Regions from separate parts of the Ovis aries genome. Here region 2 is linked to region 1. The links are chromatin contacts, called in public Hi-C maps. All regions are on one chromosome and are shown on one strand. The core of a region is the stretch at or near the end of the contact, and the rest is flanking DNA. Distances in the headings are between cores, read along the strand shown.

The links. Hi-C and Micro-C count contacts between places; a contact is called where the count stands out from the background.
Region 2: a contact with region 1 is called in a Hi-C map of liver, with 2.4 times the contacts expected there. The contact joins two enhancer-like sites. A contact is called at or near these places in 7 of 16 Hi-C or Micro-C datasets (blood, hypothalamus, liver and 2 more).

The regions. Positions count from the first base shown.
Region 1 is chr14:11,073,133-11,077,308 of ARS-UI_Ramb_v3.0, forward strand. The region is part of intron 2 of GSE1 (Gse1 coiled-coil protein); the gene reads left to right. It overlaps LOC132657667, which reads left to right. Exons shown (of 3, transcript XM_060397888.1): 2 at 234-413; 3 at 715-1,219. Among named protein-coding and RNA genes, the nearest start is that of GINS2, 160 kb to the right of the region's middle. Within about 2 kb of position 2,354, at least 13 of the 54 cell types and tissues checked have an H3K27ac peak or open chromatin away from gene starts, as enhancers often do. A contact at or near this core is called in liver, where this site is marked.
Region 2 is chr14:11,143,578-11,148,006 of ARS-UI_Ramb_v3.0, forward strand. All of the region lies in intron 2 of GSE1 (Gse1 coiled-coil protein), which reads left to right. Among named protein-coding and RNA genes, the nearest start is that of GINS2, 85 kb to the right of the region's middle. Within about 2 kb of position 2,169, at least 15 of the 54 cell types and tissues checked have an H3K27ac peak or open chromatin away from gene starts, as enhancers often do. A contact at or near this core is called in liver, where this site is marked.

The DNA of each region.
Region 1 (4,176 bases), core at 1,104-3,603:
GAGAGTTTGAAGTTGTTTTTAACATTTTAAATCAGTTTTATTGAACTATTTTTGTTGTTCAGTTGCTCGGTCGTGTCCAACTCTTTACGACCCCGTGGAATGGAGCACCCTGTCTTCCCTGTCCATCACCAACTCCCAGAGATTGCTCAAACTCATGGCCATTGAGTCGATGATGTCATCCCACCATCTCATCTCTGTTGTCCCCCTCTCCTCCTGCCCTCAATCTTTCCCAGCATCAGGGTCTTTTCCAGTGAGTCGGCTCTTCTCATCAGGTGGTCAGAGTATTGGAGATTCAGCTTCAGCATCAGTCCTTCCAATGAATATTCAGCACTGATCTCCTTTAGGATGGACTGGTTTGATCTCCTTGATGTCCAAGGGACTCGCAAGAGTCTTCTCCAGCACTGCAGTTCTGAGTGAGTGAAAGTCTCTCGGTCATGTCTGACTCTTTGCCACCCCATGGACTATACAGTCCATGGAATTCTCTAGGCCAGAACACTAGAGTCGGTAGCCTTCCCTTCTCCAGGGGATCTTCCCAACCCAGGAACAGTTCTAAGTCATCAATTCTTTGGCGCTCAACCTTTTTTATTGTCTCATATCCGTACGTGACTGACTATTGGAAAAACCATAGCTTTGACTGTACCAACCTTTATAGGCAAAGTAATGTCTCTGTTTTTTAATACACTGTCTGGGTTTGTCATTGCTTTTTCTCCCAAGGAGCAAGCACCTTTTGATTTCATGGCTACGGTCACCATCTACAGTGATTTTGGAGCCCAAGAAAATAAAGACTGTCACTCTGACCACTGTTTCCCCGTCTATTTGCCATGAATTGATGGGACTGGATGCCACGATCTTCATGTTTTGAATGTTGAGTTTTAAGCCAGCTTTTTCACTCTCCTCTTTCACCTTCATCAAGAGGCTCTTTAATTTCCTCTTCACTTTTGCCATATGGATGGTGTCATCTACATGTCTGAGCGGGATATTTCTTCCCGCAACCTTGATCCTAGCTTATTGAGATATCTTGTGTTTAATCGCGACTCTGTGACCCCATGGACTATAGCCTGCCAGGCTCGTCTGTATGTGGGGATTCTCCAGGCAAGGATACTAGAGTGGGTTGCCATGCCCTCCTCCACGAGATCTGCCCGACCCAGGGATTGAACCCCCAGTAGGGAAGCCCTATTGAGGTATAGTTTGTGTTTAATAAAATGCAGCCATTTAAAGAGTTCTGTTCCTTTGCTGTTGACACATCTGTGCACATCTGTGTAACCAGCATCTCCAACCAGGTGTAGAAATTGCTGTCACTCCAGAAAGTTCCTTCCCAGGTGCACCTGCCCAGCCCCTGCTCTGGGTTCTATTACTGGAGGTTAGACTTTCTCCTTCTTTTCAAGTTGTGGTAAAATACACAAAACATAAGCTTTAGCGTCTCACCCATTTTCAACTATTCAGATCTGCGGCATGAAGTACATGTCCGTGTCACATGCTCATCACCACGGTCCATCTTCCGAAACTGCCACTGTCCGCGTTAGTCCCCTGACCCCCCACCCCAGCCCTTCTGCCTTCTGTGTGTATGACTGCGGCTCCTGCAGGGCCCCCCGTCAGTGGACTCGTGCAGGATCCGTCCTTCTGGGCCGGGCTTCTCTCCCTTAGCACAATGTCAGGGTCCATCCCTGTTGTCGCAGCTGTCAGTGCTTGGATCCTTTTTAAGGGATGACATTCCTGTGTGTGGGTGTGGGTCACGTTTGTTTATGTGTTCAGCTCTTGGTGGCCCTTGAGTTGCACCCACGTTCGGGCCATGATGAACAGTGCTGTGCACACAGGAGTGTCCGCGTCCGCTCACCCGTGCCCTCTGTCCTTCTTACACATCCTCAGGGAAGCGCCATGTAAGTGGCGCTGTGTGTACCCAGGCTGTTCTACAGCCTGGCTGCCTCCACCCTGCATTGTCTGTGACGCTCGTCAGGTTGCTGAGCCATGTTCCTTTGTGCAAGTCAGCACGGTTGTCCATCTGCCCTCCTGCCGTTGGACAGACACCCCGGGGGGCTGTTCTGCATGGGGAGTGAGGGCCTGGGGAGCAAGTGTGGGTGGCACAGCGCCAGCTCCCTGCCGGCTGGCGGGACAGGCCTCGGGCTTCTGCAAGCAGGCCACAGCGCCCAGAGCAGCACCCTAGATCAGGCTTCTCTCTGGTGCAGGGTGCAACTGTAACTGAGACCTGGCCCCTGCCCCGAGGGGCTCTGGGCAAGGAGACAAGGAAAAGAGACTGCCTTGAGATGCAGTGGGTGGGGGGGAGTCGCAAGCAAGGCTTGCCCTCTGAGCTGCTGGCTGGCTCCTCACTTCCTGCTCGACGGTGCCAAGATTATAAACCAGCCAGCGAGCTAGTCCTGCAAACAGGCTTCCTCGCGGAGGCCCACCAGCTGTCAGGCCTGGCTCTCCGCCCGGCGCACCCCTTACAGGCTGCCATCTTGGCCTCCTGGAGCCACTGCCAGGTGTCCTGGGAGGTGGGCTTCTCCCGAACGGGGAGCTTGACCCTCCCAGCTTCCTCCCGCCCTCCTGGGGATGAGGGGTGGAGTCACTGGGGTTACCACCAGAAACCCTGGGCCGTCCCTCCCTTACGGGGAGGCTTTTCCAGGCCACCAAGGGTAGCAGCAGAGGGTAAAGGCTGGCCTCCTTATCAGGGCTCCCTGGAGGGAGGGACAAAAAAACAAAGCCACCGCAGCCTCTGGGCGTGACAGCTGCTGATAAGAGGAAGGCCGGCTGGGTGGTTTGTGGTGACACCCAGTGAAAGCAGAAGTGGGTGGGACCCCCTGCTCATCTGGAGCTGCATGCGGTCAAGACCCCAGCCCCAAACCCAGGGACCAAGAAGCCAAAACAAAGCAGCCCCTAGCCCAGCGCCCCTGGGGATCCACTATTTCACCCCTCCCTCGACATCGCTGGAAGCTCATGCGTGAGGACAGGGCCAGGAGGACCAGTTTCCCAGGTTCCTTCAGGTGGTGGGCCTCCAGGGCCTCTGCCTCTGCCTCCTGACCTGCACTCATGGGGCACCTGCTGTATACCAGGCAGGCCTTCGGTGCTTGTGTGCTGTCTACCCGACCTAGGGACTCAGAGATGCTGGAGGTGGCGGAGGCTGGGGGCTCAGGACAGAGGTGTCTGGAGACGGCCACGAGCACGCAGGCCTTGAGGGCCCCGAGAAGGGGACACAGGGGGGAAAGTGGAGGGGACATGTAAGGGGAAGCGTCCCAAACAGGGAGGCTGGCAACTGCCTGGGGATTAGGAGAACTGGCCAGGTCACCGGCCAAGCTTCTGTGGGTTTGGCCAAAGGCCAGGACGCTCCGAGTTCTCCGCAGGGCCCCGCGGGCTTGTCTCCTTTAGGGAAGTATGCCGATGCTCAGGCTGAGATGAAGACTCCTTCGGAAAGGGGAAGCAGAACCCGTTCAGTGAACTTACGGTGAAGCTGGCTCCAAGGGTGGGAAGAGGCGAGGGCCCTTCCTGAAGCCTCCTCCATTCCCACAGTGTCTGCCACTTGGCAAGCACATATGCTCTGGCGGTCCCTGCCCAACCTTGGGTGGGGACATTAATCACATCTCGGAGATAACAGGGTGCATGGGGTGGGGGCTGGGGTGTTCTACGCTTGTATCCGTATTCAGTGGTGCGAGGAGCCGGACGTGGAGAGAAGTCAGGGGCCATGAGTGACAGGTGGGTGCCGACCCGGGCCACTGGGCCCCTGGACTCCCACCATTGCCCCAGGACGCTCCCTTGCCCGGAATGGGTATCTTTCACCTGTTTCTGCATTCGAGACACGATCCAACCCAACCAAGCAGGGGCTGGGGGACAGGTTGGGGGCTCTGGGGCCTCCATGGAAAAGCAGGCGTGACAGACGCAGCCGCTGGTCAGACTCGATCGGGAAGGCTCCAGAAACTCCCAGACCTGTTGCGGTGGGGGTGGTGAGGTGAGGACTACACTGTGCCTGGGGCACGCACTCTCGAAGTTTGGAGAAGCGGGAGACCACAGGGTCCGAAGCAGCCAGTGTGCCCCCGATGCCATCCGCAGGGCCCATCCCAGCAAGTGGGGCGAGAAGAGGCCTCTGCCCGTCACCTGTCCTGGGAAGACCCCTTAAAGCCGGGGTGCAGTGGGGGACAAAGAAGGGAGGAAACTCCAACCTGCCCTTCGGGGGGCCCCGCAGCAGCT
Region 2 (4,429 bases), core at 919-3,418, 70 kb after region 1:
TGGTGAAAGAGTTGGAGGGTGGGCCCGAGCGTCCAGACCCGGGGACGGGGCTGGGAGGAGAGTTCGGTCCAGGTGCGCGTTGTTTTCATGCGTTATTCCCCTCCCCCCACCCCAGCCTGTAGTCCAGGTGGGAAAGTGTGGGACCCGCCCCCAGAGGTTATTTAATTTGGTTTTTCAGGCCCTAGGCCCTAGGCCCTCCTGACTCCTCCCATCCCCCTCCTCCTCCTCCCCGAGACTCCCGGCGGCGATGGAAGCACCGCGTCCTCCGCGCCCTGGCCGCGGTGAGTCTGCTGTCCCCTGCTGAGTGTGAGTTCCCGGAGGCCGCGCCGCGGAGACACCGTGTGGTGCGTAAACGAAAGCGTCCGGCGGAGGCCTAGGGCCACACGGGGGAGGCGCGGCCCGAAGCCAGGCGGTGGAGGGTGAAGGGGAAGCGCCCCTCCCACGAGGTGCCAGGGCCGGCCGGCGGGCCCCCACAGGTAGGAGCCAGTAACGGCCCCCGGCTCGGCCTCGCAGGTCCGTTTCCCTTTTCGTTTGTGGTCGGCCAGGAGCCTTGTGCAAGGCGAGGGGCCGACCCGCGTGCGCTCTGCGGAAGGCGGAGCAGGGGAGTGGGTGGCTCGGGGGCGACTGTCCGCGCCCTGCCCTTCGCCCCTCGGGCGGGCGGGCACCCAGGCGAGTCCTGCTCCCCGCTGGCGCGGGCTCCGACTGCTCCAGGCCCGCCAGCGTCATCGGGAACAGATGGATGGGGGGTGGCAGGCGCCCAGCGCTCCCTCCCGCCGCAATCCGGACTGGCGCGGGGAGGGAAGGGAGGGCGGGAGAGGGAGGAAGGGAGGCGGGGGAGGCTGGGCCGCGGGGACGGCTGCGTGCGCGCCTGCCAAGCGCGGCGCGGGCATGTCCCGGGGCAGGTTTGGGGCTGGCAGAAGCGCGGGCTGGCACCGGCGGCCGAAAGTTGAAACCCGCAGCGCGGCGCTACGGCGGGGTGCTGAGGGGTGGGTACTGGTTTGCCTCCGGGGCTGCAAAGTAGGGAGGCTGTAGATGGAGAGGATTTTCAAAAAGAGGATGTACAGGCAGAGACCCCGGTGCATCCGAGCAACCCTGGGAGCTTGGGACGCGCGGGGTCAGAGCGCGGGGCGCGCCAGGGCCAAGGGGCGTCGGGCGAGGCGGGCCGCCATTGACCCGGCGCTTCCCGGAGACGCGGGGCTGGGGAGGGCTGGTGGGGGGCGCCAGGCTGGTCCTCTGCGCCCGCCGCCGGTGGGGGTGGGGAGGCCGGGGCCCTCCGCTCTGGCCGTGCCGCCTGTGGGTGCCCAGGAATTTCAGGACGCTCCCTGAGTCATTCCAGTCTGTCAAGTGCCTGGGTGAGGTGGTGGTGGCGGTGGTGGTGGGGTGCCAGGAATGGGGAGGCGCTGTTCTGGGGCCGGAGGCCCAGTGGGTCGTGCCAGTTTCTGGAGGCGGGCGGCCTCGCCTCTGACCGCAACCCCAGCTACTTAATGACCCCCCTGGCGGAGCGGCGCCTCCGTGGACTCTCCAGCCGCTGCGACGTGAGTTCTTTAAAAGAACTACTCCGCTGCCCCCCGCACTGTGGCCTTCCCCAAAGTTACTTAGAACGAGAAGGCGGAGCTCCTGGAATTTGGGGGGAAGGTGCGTAGGCCCGAGTCCTTAACATTCAGCTCTTTCAAATTGGGAGTTAAGAGGGGCTAGGGAGGAGAGAGGCACACAGCCTACTTTGCATGCCCCCTCCCGCTCCACTCCTCCCCCCCAGCAGACACCGGCTCTGGAAAAGTTTTACTCCAGGAGGCCTCCAGCACACGTGAGTTTGTCCGCTCACTCCTCGGGGGGTCTGCTGGTTTGTGGCACACGCTGCTCTCGGCACCCGGAAAGCGGTAGGGAGAGGCGCAGGGGCGCTGCTTGCCTGGTGGGCGTGTTGAAAGTGACCGCTCCCTGCTTTTGGAATCCAGTGGCTGGTCTCAGACCCCAGTGTACGTGGGACCCCTGAGCAGTGAAGCCCGGGGTCCCCGGGAGCCTGAGGGTGGCACTTCCCCTACCTGCTGGTGTCCTCGGCTCACCTGGCCGGCCTGTCTGGGGAGGGGCGTGTGCCCGCGCGGGTGTACCCGGGCGCCGGTCGGTGCGCGCGCGCGCGAGCGCGTGTGTTTGCGGCTGAAACCCGACACCTCCCGCTGGCTGAGGTCAGGGAGCCGGGAGCGAGCCAGTGGCCCGAGAGTGGGCGGCGTTGCGTTTGGGTGTGTCCTCGGCGGCGGCGACAGCAGCAGGTGTTTCTTGGCCGGGGCCCCGGAAGCTCCACCTCCCCAGCGGGCCAGAGCCGCCGCCGCCGCCGCCGCCGCCGCCGCCGCCGAGCAGCCCCGGGTGAGATAAGCAGTTTAGACAAACACTGGGCGACGGTGGCTCCAGCATGTGTCAGCCGAGGCGGAGCGGCGGGGCCCTGGCATGAAAGGTGAGCGCTTCTAGCCGGGCGGGGGGCGGTCTCCGCTCGCGCCCCCCTCTCCTCCAAGTTCGTGGGTTTCGCGGGGGCGGCCGCCAACGGCTCCGGGGCAACTTCCCCCGGAGTGTGTACGGCGATAAGAGCCGGGCGGGCGGAGTAGGGACCCAAGGCCCCGCGCCCCGCGGCGGGTCGCAGCCTGGCCGTCCGGCCTCCAGGCGGGGGCTCGGGCCGCCCCGGGGCTCGGGCTCGGTGGCTGTGTTAGGCGAGGGGTGCTTTACGAGCGTGCGGCGGGTGGGGAGCAAGGGAGCTGGGGGGCTCTCGGTGAGCTGTCTACGCTCCGGAGCCGGAGTGAAAACTTTGCGGCGGCGGGGGAGGGAGCGAGGGGGGCGGCGCTGCGCCCCCGCGGCAGGTGCTGGCGGCGGCTGCGGTGGGCGGGGGGATCGCCCGCTGGGGCCGCGAGGTTGGGTTTTTTGTCTCGCTCCCCTCCCCCTTCCCTCCGAGCTAGGGAGACCGCCGGGAGGGCGGGACTGCAGCCTTCAGGTCTCCGACCCCCACGCCTTGCTTCCCAAGGGCGCGCCCCGGGCTCCACGGCTTCTCCCCCGCCTCTCTGCTCCCCCCCGCCCCGTAGGAGCGGGTCCCCTGCCCCTCCCCCCGCTGAAGATGGCTGCCCCGGCCTCCGAGGTGGGAGGTGATTGCATCCGCCGCCCCCCACCCGCGCTGCCCTTGCCCCCCCTCCTCGGCCCTTCCTGCTCCGCCTGGATGCGCCTCCCCGCCCCCAGCCCGGCGGCCGCGCTGATGGGCGGCGAGTGGCCCGACCGAGTGGAGCCGATTCAATTATATTGCAGCAGCAGAGACACCTCGTCGGCCGCCCGCCCGCCTCTCCAGCAGGCTAATTAAATTCCCTCCGTGGAGGCGGAGCGGAGTCGGGCTCGTCCTCCCGCCTCCCCCCTTCCCACTCCCCCTCCCGAGTTTGGGGTGGAGGATTAATGGGACCCCTGAGAAGTGCGCAGAGGAGATGGAGGTGCGGGGTCGTGGGGGGAAGGGGTCGTCCGGATTGGGTGAAGTGTTGCCGCGACACCCCCCACGTGATGAACCGGGGTCCCCTGCCGGAGCGCTGACTCTGAAGTTTGGAGGGCTGTGTGTGCGGCGGGGGAAGCACCTGCCCGCCGGCTGGTTGGTGGATACTGGCCGAGTTGAGTCGATTTGGCTCTTGTTTTGTAAACTAGCCTTTGTCTGGGAAGCGCGTCTAAAATACATTAAATCCTTGTTAACCCCTGCAGTGCCTTATCTGGGGCCCACACAGGCTGTGGTTTGGAAACAAAAAGCGGGACCACCAGATGAAACAAAAAAGGGCTGCTTTTGTGAAAGGCTGGAACAAAGGGCCCCGCGGATCCTGGGTGGGAGCCTCCTTGCCTAAGCCGATTTCCAGGCTGGGGGGTGGGGGTGGGACGGAATGGGATGGGAGGGCAGAAGATCTCCGGTGGGGCGCTTGAAATGTCCCCCGGAGGGTAGGCCGGCTGAGCCTTCAAGCCCCCGGGATTGTGCCCCCTTCCCCCCTAGTGGAAAGTTGGGTGGGGGGGAACCCCAGGTGAACTGGCTGCCTGCCTCTGAGCCTCCCTGGGTGTTACTTCTGTTCGGGGCACGTCAGCGTTGCTCAGTCGGTGTTTATGGGCGCCTCCACCCGCGGGTATGGCAGAACCTGCCGCCTGACTCAGCCGGGCCACGCCACAGGTGAGGGGCTGGGGCTCTGGCTCCGCTGGGCTGCCGTGTGTCATCCGGCAGGGCGGGGAGCCGCTGCCCCGCCCGCCCCCGGCTCGGCAGGCCTGGCTCTGTGATAACAGCTACAGGGATACTTCCAGCGGGCCCTTATCGGTAGAGTCCTGCCCCCCGCTGTGAAAGGGGGTGCCCGGCTGGCCTCTTTCACTTTGTCTCACTGCATGCAGAGAGGAGGGAAGAGGGCCGCGGGAGCCAGCCAGGCCTCTGGCACTCTTGATT